2 separate regions of the Mus musculus genome follow, and region 2 is linked to region 1. A link is a contact called in public promoter capture Hi-C data. All regions are on one chromosome and are shown on one strand. The core of a region is the stretch at or near the end of the contact, and the rest is flanking DNA. Distances in the headings are between cores, read along the strand shown.

Region 1 (5,653 bases), core at 1,680-4,179:
AGCAACAAATGAACCATTGAAAGCAGAACTGGGAACTCTCTCCATGGCTGTCCATCTCTAACACTGGGAACACGGTGTGAAACCAGTTCCAGGTTCATCCAATAAAGTGTGTTTTTACATACCAAGGCACTTGGCTTTTTTGAGTGAGTGACTGACTGTGTACCCCATACAAAAATGAAAAGACAATAAACACACTTCACTTCTTGGGAAGCCAGTAGAGTGGGTTGCAACATAGATAGTCAATGTTTTGAGTTTAGCAGAACTTGGTAAACACACAAGACTTGAAAGGCCGTCTTTGAAAAGAAGCCAAGGGGGAGTCTAAGCTTTGAGGATATGTTGTCAATGCTAGCCAGGTGTTCTCTTGTCTTTTAGCTGCAAACTTGTAAGTGGGCTAAGGTAGGTGGGATATGCTTCCCCTAGGCTGATTCTATCAAGTTGAGTTCTAAACCCACCAGATAAGTATTTTAAGTATAATAAGCCAGTGCTTTATTGGGGCAAGTTAGGTTGGATCTATGAACCATTATATAATGTTAAGTATTCCTCTGTTGTATTCATGCCAGAGTTGAAGTTCGGCTCTGTACTTATATGGTTTCATCTTGTTAAAGTACAAAAATATTGCCTATTTTAACTGTAGTTTGACAGCTATATACTTTCAGAAATTGAATCCATTTTACTAGGAAACTCCTTGCTTAAAAGTGTAATTTCTAAGTTGTTCTTCTATATGTCTTTCCTTCCTCTGAGAGTATTTCACATGGGTTAACTTTAGGTCTCCTATGACTGTGGCCTGAAGTTCCACTATGTGTAGTTACGAACAGCCTGGCTTTTGAATCTACCCCATGAGTAGCTAATCGATAGAAGAATGGACCTTGTAGCTTATTGTTAGTGCTATACCTTCTTTTCTTTTTACAGTGAACATTCATATGTGTGTATATGGGAATACTTCATTCTCACAACTGCATGGAGTAGCCATCATCAGTATTCTGTATAGCTTACGAAACAAGTTTGCAGGGATCATGGGAAATACTCAAGATCACTTTAAGAAGTATGAAGACTTGGATTTGAACCCCATCTGGAAAATAACAAGGCTGGTGGCCTTAACTGATGCATATTACCTACACACTAGAAATTTCAGAAAAGACTCAGCCTCTTGGTGCTTCATGTTAAATCAAGGTTCTGAAGTCTTCATAGCACACAAGCCAAATTGCTAATATCAATCACAAACATGCTAATGTATTTAAATGTCTATGCACCAGGCAGATCCAGCTATGAAGGAAAAAAAAAGTATTCCACTAAGACAAAGGCTGTTGGGAAACCCAGAGAGAGGCATCTTGTGTTTGTATGGATGTGGACATGGACATGGGTAGATGCTATTCTCACGTTGGAGAGCAGGGATGAAGTCAGTGAAGTCCCAGGTGAAGGAAACGGTTTTGGCAAGCCATGAGCTTAGGTATTCCTCCACCAAACAGGCCCCTTTGGTCTTTGTTCATGTCCTCCCTCCAGTTCCCGCCACTGAATTCAGACTTACACAGCCTTTCCAAACCATAACCAGATGCACTGAGCACTTTTCAGAGACTTCATTTGAGTCTTGCTAAGTAGTGACTGTCTCCTCAAATCCAGCCAGGATAGGCAAACAAATAGTTAAAGCAAATAGAATAAAACGGATATTGAAACAGAGTACAGAATGAGATGTGTCTACACACTGTGTGTTTGCTGTCTTCTGCTCTTCTCTCATAAGACTTGAGCTAGGAGGTGACTATGAAGAGTCAAACCATCTGGGCAGTGTAACCCCAGCCTCCTTTTGTCCCCTCAAAGTCGTACAAGCAGCTAAGATCTGAGAACATGCCTAAAGGCCTCCCAACTTGCTTGGCGACACTGCACAGGATCTTAGCCTTGGGCAGTGAGCTGGCCTTCCATAAACCCAAAAGCCTACCCTTTACATTGCCCTGTCACAGTCCCTCACACTGTGACACAATATCTCCTGTTTTAAAAGGTGTTGCTTTGCTAATGGTTACAGGAAATTGTTCATGAAGGATGAAACAATGCTTAGTCAAGTAAAAGTACCAAATGATGTCCGTGACCCTTCAGAGCTCATGAGAAATGAGAGGGGAAAATTAGAATTCACAATGACCTCAGTGAGTGAGACAGTTACTCATCATACATTAAGCCTATAAAACAATTTTAAAGGAAGCTGAGAATTTAGGAGAATGACTTGGGAACCAATTTAAAACAAACCAGTGCTGAAGTGGCACATTCTTTCCAGGTCCTTGGGGAGTTCTGTGAATCACTGGTTTTGGAATAGAAGCAAGCTTTGTGCTTAACCCAGGACAGCAGAGAATAGAGTCAAGCTCTCCAGTGATCCCTATAGCAGAGACCTACTGGAGAGCCAATCAAGAGTTGGAGTACCACACATTCATTTCAGTTAATTTTTCATTCATTTTCCCCCTCAGTAACACTGCTGATGGGCAAGAGCTGATCCTCCCATCTCATTATCAACCATCCCCCCCTCCCCAGACAGTGGTCTGGTGGGGAAGTGAAAGCACTTGGGACTCCCTACCTAGGACAGAGTATCCTAAAAGCCAGGCCTCCTGCCTCTTTGAGCTTGCCTCACTGGTGGGGTCTTTCCTCCTAAAACATAGCCTTCCTTCTCTAGGCTCACACCACTCCTGGGTTTTCTACCCTGCGGATGCCTCACCACAACAGGTAACTTGTATTTGGAAGACAGACATTCCTTAGTGCTGTCTGTTGTTTTAGAACCTTGACTAGCCTGGAACAATCTCAAAATGAATACAAGAGAGCACTCCTCAACTTAACCTTTTCTGCTTAAAAGAAAAAACAAAACAAACAACAACAAAAAACCCTCCCCTGAGAGCTCTGTGGCACAGCCAGCTTACCAGTCTCCTCATGTAAACAGCGGTGGTGCGGCAAGGGAGGAGGTCTGTTTATTATTTTTGATCCTGTTTTGCTTCTGGCAAAATTTCTCAAACAGTCTAAGTTGGCAGAGCACTGATTGCTTCTTCTGACGAGCTACTGTTCGGCAGCTACAACTGGGACCATTCTGGAATAAGGTCGGAGTTGTCCAATGTGCAGGGGGAAAACAATCCTCCACACAAGACTTCTTTCTGTAAATCAGGACCCTCTTATAAGTCACTCTTTCTCAGCATTATAGAGCCAGGGATTTTGAGGGCTGCTGTCCCCAGACCAGCACAGGCTCAATTCAAGTCCCATGTGATCAGCTCCTGTCTGAAAAGACCCACTGTGAAGGCACAGGAGTCTCAGCCTGGGAGCCCCTGGGGAAGTGTAGGGGAGGCTGGGCACTCCACCAGGCACTTTTTATGGAGAAAGGCAGCATTCTAAAAGGTAGAAAGTGGGAAGGTTAGGCCAAGGGTAGAGGAAATTTTTCTTTTCCCTCTTTTTGGGCCAGGGCCTACCTAACCACACTATCCAGCCTCTGGCAAGAAGTCCTGCTGTCCTGACATTTACTTTGGACGCAGAGTTCTTGATAAAGAGCAGCCAACTCTGGGAAGGCAGCGGGAGGGCAGAAAGAGGGTGTTAGTGTAGGGTGGTCACAAGCTGGTTGTAGCTGAATGATGTTCTCCAGCAATGGGGGGAGAGGGGAGGAGGGGCCAACTGTGTCTATAATGACAAAGAACAAACACTCAAACCATCTTTGGGTCCAAGTAAACAATGTCTACTTATAATTAGAAGGAGGATGGGGATTGGCAGTGGTGAGCAACATGGGCTCTTAGCTCACCCAGACTTGAGTTCAGAGTACAGTTCAAGCACTCACTGGCTGTGGGACATCAGGAAAGTTCATTTAACACCATAGAGCCTTCATTTATGCATCTAAGAAAAGGGAGGGGTGAGTGCAAGGTGTGAGGCTCAATCTTGCTTATTTTCCAAAAGGGTAAACTCAGGTCTTAATGAAAACACAATAGGAGAATCATTTCCAACCACACTGGACTCCTTGAAGACAGTTGGTAGATTAACCCTGGGAAGGCTCTAGAAGGTAGCTTCGAGACTACTGTTGCTAAGCTTAGAAATGAGAAGTACTCCAAAACTTAAGATGTATAATGGGAAATATAAAGACTAAATGGCTGACTCCAGTCTGAATGTTTCATCTTCGTGCATACAGATGTTAGCAAACTTTGCAGATCACTTGCCTGTCCACATGGCACCCTGAATATTTTTTTCTACAGCTATGACAGCATGGTAATGTGAAGCAGGGCTCCCCCCAAGGCTATGGGTCCACCTGCAAGGCTCAAGCAGACTGAAGAAGAGTGACTGTCAATGAGATGAAAGGACCTTGTCTACACCCTCTGTCGTTCTTGGCACTGATGAGCTTCAGTGTCCAGAGCAGGCTCTGAAAAGGTAACCAACAATACAATGACCAGAGCCACAGGAGAAAGGCTCACATGAAGGAAACAGAACCAGAGCAGCCTCGTGCAAACCATGGCTGGGAATCTGGAGGCAGGGGAGGAGGGAAATGTGGACTCTGAAACAACTTCTTGTCTTAGTTAGTTAATGTTTGACCACTGCAGGTGCCTGCTGCCAGGCGTCCTTATTCTGTCAGGTGAGTTTACATTAGCCCGCCACAGAACCAGTCATGGAAGTATGCTTTTCTGTGCCACAGGATTCCATTGCAAAGCAATGATTTGGGGGAAATGAGATTAGGAACGTTTAAACTTGTAACGGGCCAACAGTGCTCTTCTTACACACCACAGGCTAACAAGTTAAAAAAAAAAAAAAAAAGACCAGTGCCAGGAGCAAGATAGTTCTTTGGGGATTGTTGGTCAGTGATGTCCCTCTGTCCCACCAAGGCCATTGGTAACTCTCAAGATCTCAATGACATGATCCTGTTGCTGAAGACACCACACACTCAAGTTCTAGAACATGGATAAAACAAGCTGGTGCTGACCTGGAAGCTCCACTGTACTCCCTAGCTTTCAGAAACATTTTAGACTAGAAAGACTTATTCATGGTTTTTCATGTCTCACAAAAACAGACTGTAGGGAGCAAGGCTTCCTAATCAGTGACGGTGAAACCAATTCACACCTGGATGTATTCACACATGAATATATTTACACAGGTATGTCTTCAATGAGACAATGAGCTTAGAATTGTTCCCCCAACTGTCAAGCCACTAAGAGGATGCTGCATAGCCTTCTGGGTTCATTTCATGTCATACGTAAACGTCAAATATTACATCCTATAAAATAAGGGTTTTATAAGGCTCAAAATTAACATTATGTCATAATGAATGCAGAAGGCTGTATGTACTGATTTTCTGTCTTTAGGAATATCTATCTTGAGGGGATTAAAAGTATATATTTTCTATTTAAAAAAAAATCAATGAACCAGAAGCTTTCATACGTTGTATCTGTCAAAATGTCAATAAATTTACTTCTAAGAATAAATCTCAACAAATATCATATTCCTGTTTCTTTTTTCTTAGCTGAAGGATACAATAAATATAAAGAATATTCTCTAATTAATGGGGATGACAGTCTTAAGCGAAGAAAACTATTAAAATCTTTTAAAAACTTATTGGAATTAGCATGGAAAACAGAGCTCAGTTTTTAATTTGTCAACTGGGCATTAAGTCTCTTCTGGCTACACATTAAACAGGGGATCAATATCAAGGGTTTGGAAAGAA
Region 2 (5,653 bases), core at 1,293-3,792, 190 kb after region 1:
TTCTATGATAGTAGACTTTACTTTAGGTTTCAAAAAATTATTTCAGCATGAAATAAATATTAGCAAGAGGACAAACACTACCAAGTCGAATACATGAATAATATGGATGACAAAGTTATGGAGGATATGCTTGGGATAGTTTTTGATAAAATGGACAAGTTAATTTAGGGCAAGTCACTTCCCCAATGCTTTTCATCCTAGCCCTTTAGGGTCATGTTTAGCATTTAACAGAGCCATGCATTGTCAAGGTTTATTGAATTAAAGTGTGAAGTGCAGAAAGCTGGAAATTATATGGGTTCTAGGAGACCACTGACATGAGGTCAAGTCAATCTCTCTTCAGATCTATCAGGGGTAGTCTCCACGTAATGAAGATTTTGAAAATCGAGTATAGCTTCCCTCGGGCATACGGTCTCAACCTTTTCCTATTTCTGACCTATTCTGAGTGACCTACAATGCTGCCCATATTTTCTACTTGGCCCTTACATAAATGTAACATGGCACCATTCAAATGAAAATAGTGAGACAGGGTAAGCAGATTCTCCTTGGGTGCCAGAGTAGCATGTTATTGTAGAGTTAAGCAGGAGTCTGACTCGCAGGAAAAAAAGGACAGGAGGATGAGAATGAGTATGATGATGATGATGATGGTAAGGAGGAGGAGGAGGAGGAAGATACAGGCATAGAAAATGAAGGCAGAGTTACCAGGTTCTCATTTGCCTACAGCAGATCATCCACTTTTCTCCACTCATGATGCCACACCTGTGCAATTTCTACCTTAACGTTTCTACTCCATTAGCTCACTTTAAAGAGCATTTAAAAAAAAATAGCATCATGCAGACACACCAAGGCTGATATGTGTATAAACTCACAGAGACTGTGACAACACACACATTACCTACAGAGTCAAAGCAGAAAAGAGTGCTCATCTTAAAGGGAATAAAAGATAGTCTATTTAGGATCCATTTTTAGTGACCATGGCCCAGGAACACAAATTTTATGCTCCTACATGGAAGCAGTTTTAGTTTTACAGAACAGAGAAAATAATGAATCGAGACATGTAAAACACATCTGTGGGAATACCATAAAGGCAATTCAGGAAGATGGGGCAGGTTTTCTTACAGGTCTCATCTGATGACTTTCTTGTTTTTTAGGTTGGTAGAAGCTAGTATCAGCCAACAGATTTCATTCTTTTTAAAAATCTCTCATGGGATTTTAGTTCTGACACAAAGCTGACTAAGGAATGGCAGTTGGAGTACATAGGAGACTAAAACTAGACTAAGATAAGGTAGTTAAACTCTGGACCTGCAACATTCCAATTTTGCTACAGCACTAAAATTCTAATCAGTCTCTGCCACACCCGGCCCCCCACCCCCAGGAGTTTTCATTCACAACAGGTTCAAGCAAGGGGGAAAAAAAAAAAAACAGTACAAACTAGGGGTTAGAGATTACAAAGTTCCATTCCTAACCAAAAGGCATGTACAACTGATAACTGATAATACTGGGAAAGGTAAAATCAATTTTCCCCTATGGAGTATCAACCACACTTCTGGGAAGGCCCCATGCCCAGAAGTAACTGGCCAACACAAAATTGTGTGTTTGTGAGTGTGTGTGCGAGCGTGCATGTTTTGTTACTTTTTTATGTTTGACTTTATTTAAATCTTTGACAGCAAGGACCTCTGAAATTCCTAAAAGCATCTACCAAAAGCTGAAGACATTCCTGGGAAACTCGGGAGCTTTGGGAAACTGTCTTTCAGCCGAAAGTGTTATGTATATTTAAAGGTGGACACTAATACTTTCTGCAATACAAGTTCATAGTCCTCACGATACAACTAAAATAAAAACAAAGCCCATGTACCAGGGTAAAGTACTGTCCAGCTACTTAAAAATGGGTTTGGATCAGACACAGCCAACGTGGGAAAGGGGCGGAGTTTTCCCCTGGCAGCGTTCAAACCCTCAACAAACGGTTCTGTGCAAAGCCACACCGCAGAATGCAGAGTGCCAATATCCTGACAAAAATAAAGGGTAAAGCTCAAATTAAGCGCTTTAAAAGTCCGTAATATAAGCCTTTCCAAATCCTTAGATGCCATTAGCTGTCACGGGTAGCCTCGAGTGGGTAACGATGCAAGGACTGACACTGGCTGGGAATCAATGGCGAGAAAGCAGCTCGAGACTACCTTGTACATCGCTAACGTTCCAGAGATTTCCAGAAACTGAATTTACAGCCAGAAACCAACTCCTGTGAGAGGGAAGCAACAAAACAGACAAAAACCTGCTAAGACACCAGTTTAATGTCCGCCCGGCGAGGCCTGCAAGCGATCAAAGATGGAGAAATCAGCACATGCCTCCCGCAACAACGCCCTCCTAGTACGCAAGCGCTCGCGCGCCCGCGCGGAGGCCCCGCCCCTCGCGTGCACGCCCAGACCAGGCGCGCGCAGCGGAAGTTACCGCCTCCAAGGCCCCTCCTGGCTCTTCCGCCACGAGGCCCCGCGTTCGCAGTCCGGTTCCGGTTGTAGCTCCGCCCCCGCGCGGGAACACGCTAGAAGGCTGGATATCCGGGCCAGGAGGCTCGCGGAGCCCTCACTTCCGGTGGTGTCTCAGCCCAGCTCCCTTGAGGCGCAGGTTCTGGCTCTCGGTGCGGTAGCGCCATCTGGCGCCGAGTGTTCCCCGGACTGCGGAGGGGCGCGCTTCCTCCCTTCAGAACATTCCAGAGACACCGCGGCGGCCGGGGTAGGCTTTATGCGCTCCGCCAGAAGGGCGGGACCCAAGACTCCTCCTCCACCGAGTTCCCGCGCGGGAAGGGTTTTGCGGTTACCCTGAGCGGAAATGGTTGGAGTCTGGAGCGGGAACGGACCTCACGCGGGAGGAAACCGGCCTTTTCCCGTCTTTTCAAGTCCTGGCGACACAGTTCCTGCCCCACTGGCTCTCCTTTTTTGTTTCCTCCTTTCTGGGCACTGTGCTTCGGTTCTTCACTCGGCGTGGACCGAGGTCCTCCATGTCCCGCTTTGCAGAGAGGAGGCTTTACTTTGTAGCCTTTCGTTAGCCTGTGTTGGAGAAAAGCTTTTGCTCCATTACGTCTGTTAAGCTGGGGTGTTGCGAAAACGAGCAGTATCGGGGATTAAACATTAGAAGAATGATAATAGGTTTTTAAAACAAGACAGTCTCACCAGGTTCATCTCAGAACTGTGAAATTAACGCTGTGGCTGTTATGCCGTATTTCCTTTAGATAAGGGAAAACGAGTTTCCACCAGAGCTAGAAAGTGAACATAACTTTCCTCTTAAAAGAATTCATGTTTAAAAAAGTCCAGATGTAATACACTTGGAGCACTGTTAGCTATTGTGAGTTATTGTGTATCAAGATGCACAGTGCGAGCCAGTGAGATGTCCCTTAGAAGTCAGAGATCTGCGGTCACTTGTCTCTGGACCTTTCTCCCCCACTACAGCAGTATTTTCCCTACCTGTGCATGCATTTGAGTTCAGAAGGCTTTTAAGAGGCCAGTTCACTAGAGTTTAGAACTGGGAGAGGTGATATGGAAGGAGAGCTAGGTGACTAAGGCCCACAGTTGGAATAGTTTAAAGAGTTCAGGAGAGCTCTTCGCTGTTATTGCTGTTTTGACACATTAACCCGACAGATTAGTAGCCTTTCTAGCAGGTGCCAAGGGAGCAAACTAAGCGCTAAAACCATAAAGTTTGTACAGTCACACATTCGGGAAGCAAGTTCATATAATATACTCTGTTGTAGAGGGTGCTGTAACACCAGGTATACAAAATTTCTCAATTATGTCATCTCTGTTCTTCAGAGTTTCTTGAAAATAGTAACTCAAAAAATCACTTCAACAGACATTTAAATTTTTACACCCAGGAAGGTAACATTTTAAAAATCCCTTTCCTTTTGTAACTTCTTTATAGTTTCTTCTTTTCACTAAGTCATTGCCCTTTACCCCTACTGTGTCATTTAAAATGTACAGAATGCTTTAATGCTTTCTGTTTGTGTGTGTGCGCGTGTATGTGCGCGCGCGTAAATAAGTTTTTGTATTCTGAGTTTGACAATGGCATTTGACCCTAACCATCAGTAAAATGCATTGCTCTCTGTAACCATTCCCTTTGTCCCCAATAGAAATACAGATATTCCTAGATAGGCTTGTCGTGTTCATAGCTATGTTGCTCCTAAAAGTGATTTTCTAGTACTAAAAAGGTTAGATTGTTTACTGAAGTGTGAGTGAGTACTATAAAGACTGTATTACCTTTAATTACAAGTTAGTGTATCTAACTGTGAAGATAAGTGAAATAGTATTTTTATAATGACTCAGACTTCCATTACAAGGCACTAGAGAGATGGCTTGGCTAAGTCTGGTCTCCAATGGCACCAGGCATGCACATGGCATACAGACATATATGCAGTCAAAAAACGCATATACATAAACTAATGATAAAACAAAATTGGCTGTTCTAACTCCATTGTTTTTACTAACAAAATAGAGGAAAATTCAGATTCAGAGATCCCTCCTTCCCTCTCTCTCTCTTCTTTCCTCACTAACCTGAATGAGTCGCCATTTAAAGGGTCAGAGGGAGGTAGCAGGGGAGAGCGTGGGGCTTAACCTATTTTCAAATAACTATTCATACTAATGAAACAAAGCACACATCCTTTTCATTTTAAACCAGTCTTGTAAAAATGGAGCACATACATGTTCATTAACATTACTTGCTGTATTTTGAGTCCTTTATTATAGTTGTTAGTGAATATTTATTTACTATGGCTATTAACATCACCATTTATTCAGGGTAATTTTGTCAGTAGGCATTATATGAAATGATACTGAAATTTACTTTCAATATTGTTTGGTGATATTTGACACAGAAATTAGGACTTCTTCATCAGGCTTTCTTTGAACTGAAGTTTCCAGGCTCAGTGTGGTGGAGCACATCTGCAGGCTAAGCACCCAGGAGACAGAGGCAGGGGGATCATGTCTCCAAAAGCATTTTTAAAAAGTAATTTCTAATATTAATTTCTTTGTGGTTCCATTTTTCTTTAGTTCATGTTTCTTAAATTTTCTTGTGTAATGAACATCTGTACAAGGAAGCAGTTTTTAAAAAGGAAAAAAATAAGCTTATCCACCAATGTTTTAACGATTCTGTGCTATGGTCAGTGGTCTGTGCAGCTGTTTAGATTTTTATTTTAGGTGGCAGTGCCTGTGTTTATGTGTGACTCACAGTGTGGATGAGCTTTTTTTTTTTTTTTTTTTTTTTTCTTCTGAGATTTTCATCATTTTTCTGGTTACTTTCAGTGGACACTGTTGACTTCACACTGTCTAATAATGTGCTTAGTGGCTCTCAGACTCTCTGGTCTTTTGTTTTGGTCCATTTAAAAATCGCATTGAAGTTGTCATTTCAAGCTGTTTTTTGGAAATAAATCAGAATTAATACTGCTGAGTTCATCTTAATGGCTATGTTCCCCTGTGGTGAATTAAATTTATTACTGTGTTTTCAGAATGATTTTTTTTTTTTACTCATGATTAGTAGGAAGCTATATGCTGTGTTAGCTGATGTAATTGAGTACATGAATAAATTGTAGCTTTTTTTAGGGGGAGGTTGAGAGGTCATCCTTGAACTTGTGATTCTGCTGTCTCAGCCTCCTGAATGCTGGGATTCCAGGCCTGTG

Evidence for each region. Promoter capture Hi-C pulls out the DNA fragments that hold promoters and counts their contacts.
Region 2: a contact with region 1 is called in a promoter capture Hi-C map of liver, with 4 times the contacts expected there. The contact joins the promoter of 1700028E10Rik here to the enhancer-like site in region 1. A contact is called at or near these places in 6 of 39 promoter capture datasets (the 3T3-L1 cell line, 3T3-L1-derived adipocytes, hippocampal neurons and 2 more), 1 of 15 datasets of contacts at CTCF or cohesin (the NIH/3T3 cell line), 18 of 484 Hi-C or Micro-C datasets (the AML12 cell line, the C2C12 cell line, the Patski cell line and 11 more) and 15 of 115 datasets of contacts at active chromatin or transcription factors (the NIH/3T3 cell line, bone marrow-derived macrophages, embryonic basal ganglia and 11 more).

What each region holds. Positions count from the first base shown.
Region 1 is chr5:151,171,717-151,177,369 of GRCm38.p6, forward strand. All of the region lies in intron 1 of Stard13 (StAR-related lipid transfer (START) domain containing 13), which reads right to left. Among named protein-coding and RNA genes, the nearest start is that of Stard13, 16 kb to the right of the region's middle. Within about 2 kb of position 2,930, at least 79 of the 459 cell types and tissues checked have an H3K27ac peak or open chromatin away from gene starts, as enhancers often do. A contact at or near this core is called in the C2C12 cell line, cerebral cortex, embryonic fibroblasts and 6 more, where this site is marked.
Region 2 is chr5:151,366,133-151,371,785 of GRCm38.p6, forward strand. It overlaps 1700028E10Rik (RIKEN cDNA 1700028E10 gene), which reads left to right and starts at 2,543. Exons shown (of 4, transcript NR_045700.1): 1 at 2,543-2,724. It also overlaps a transcript of Stard13 not described here.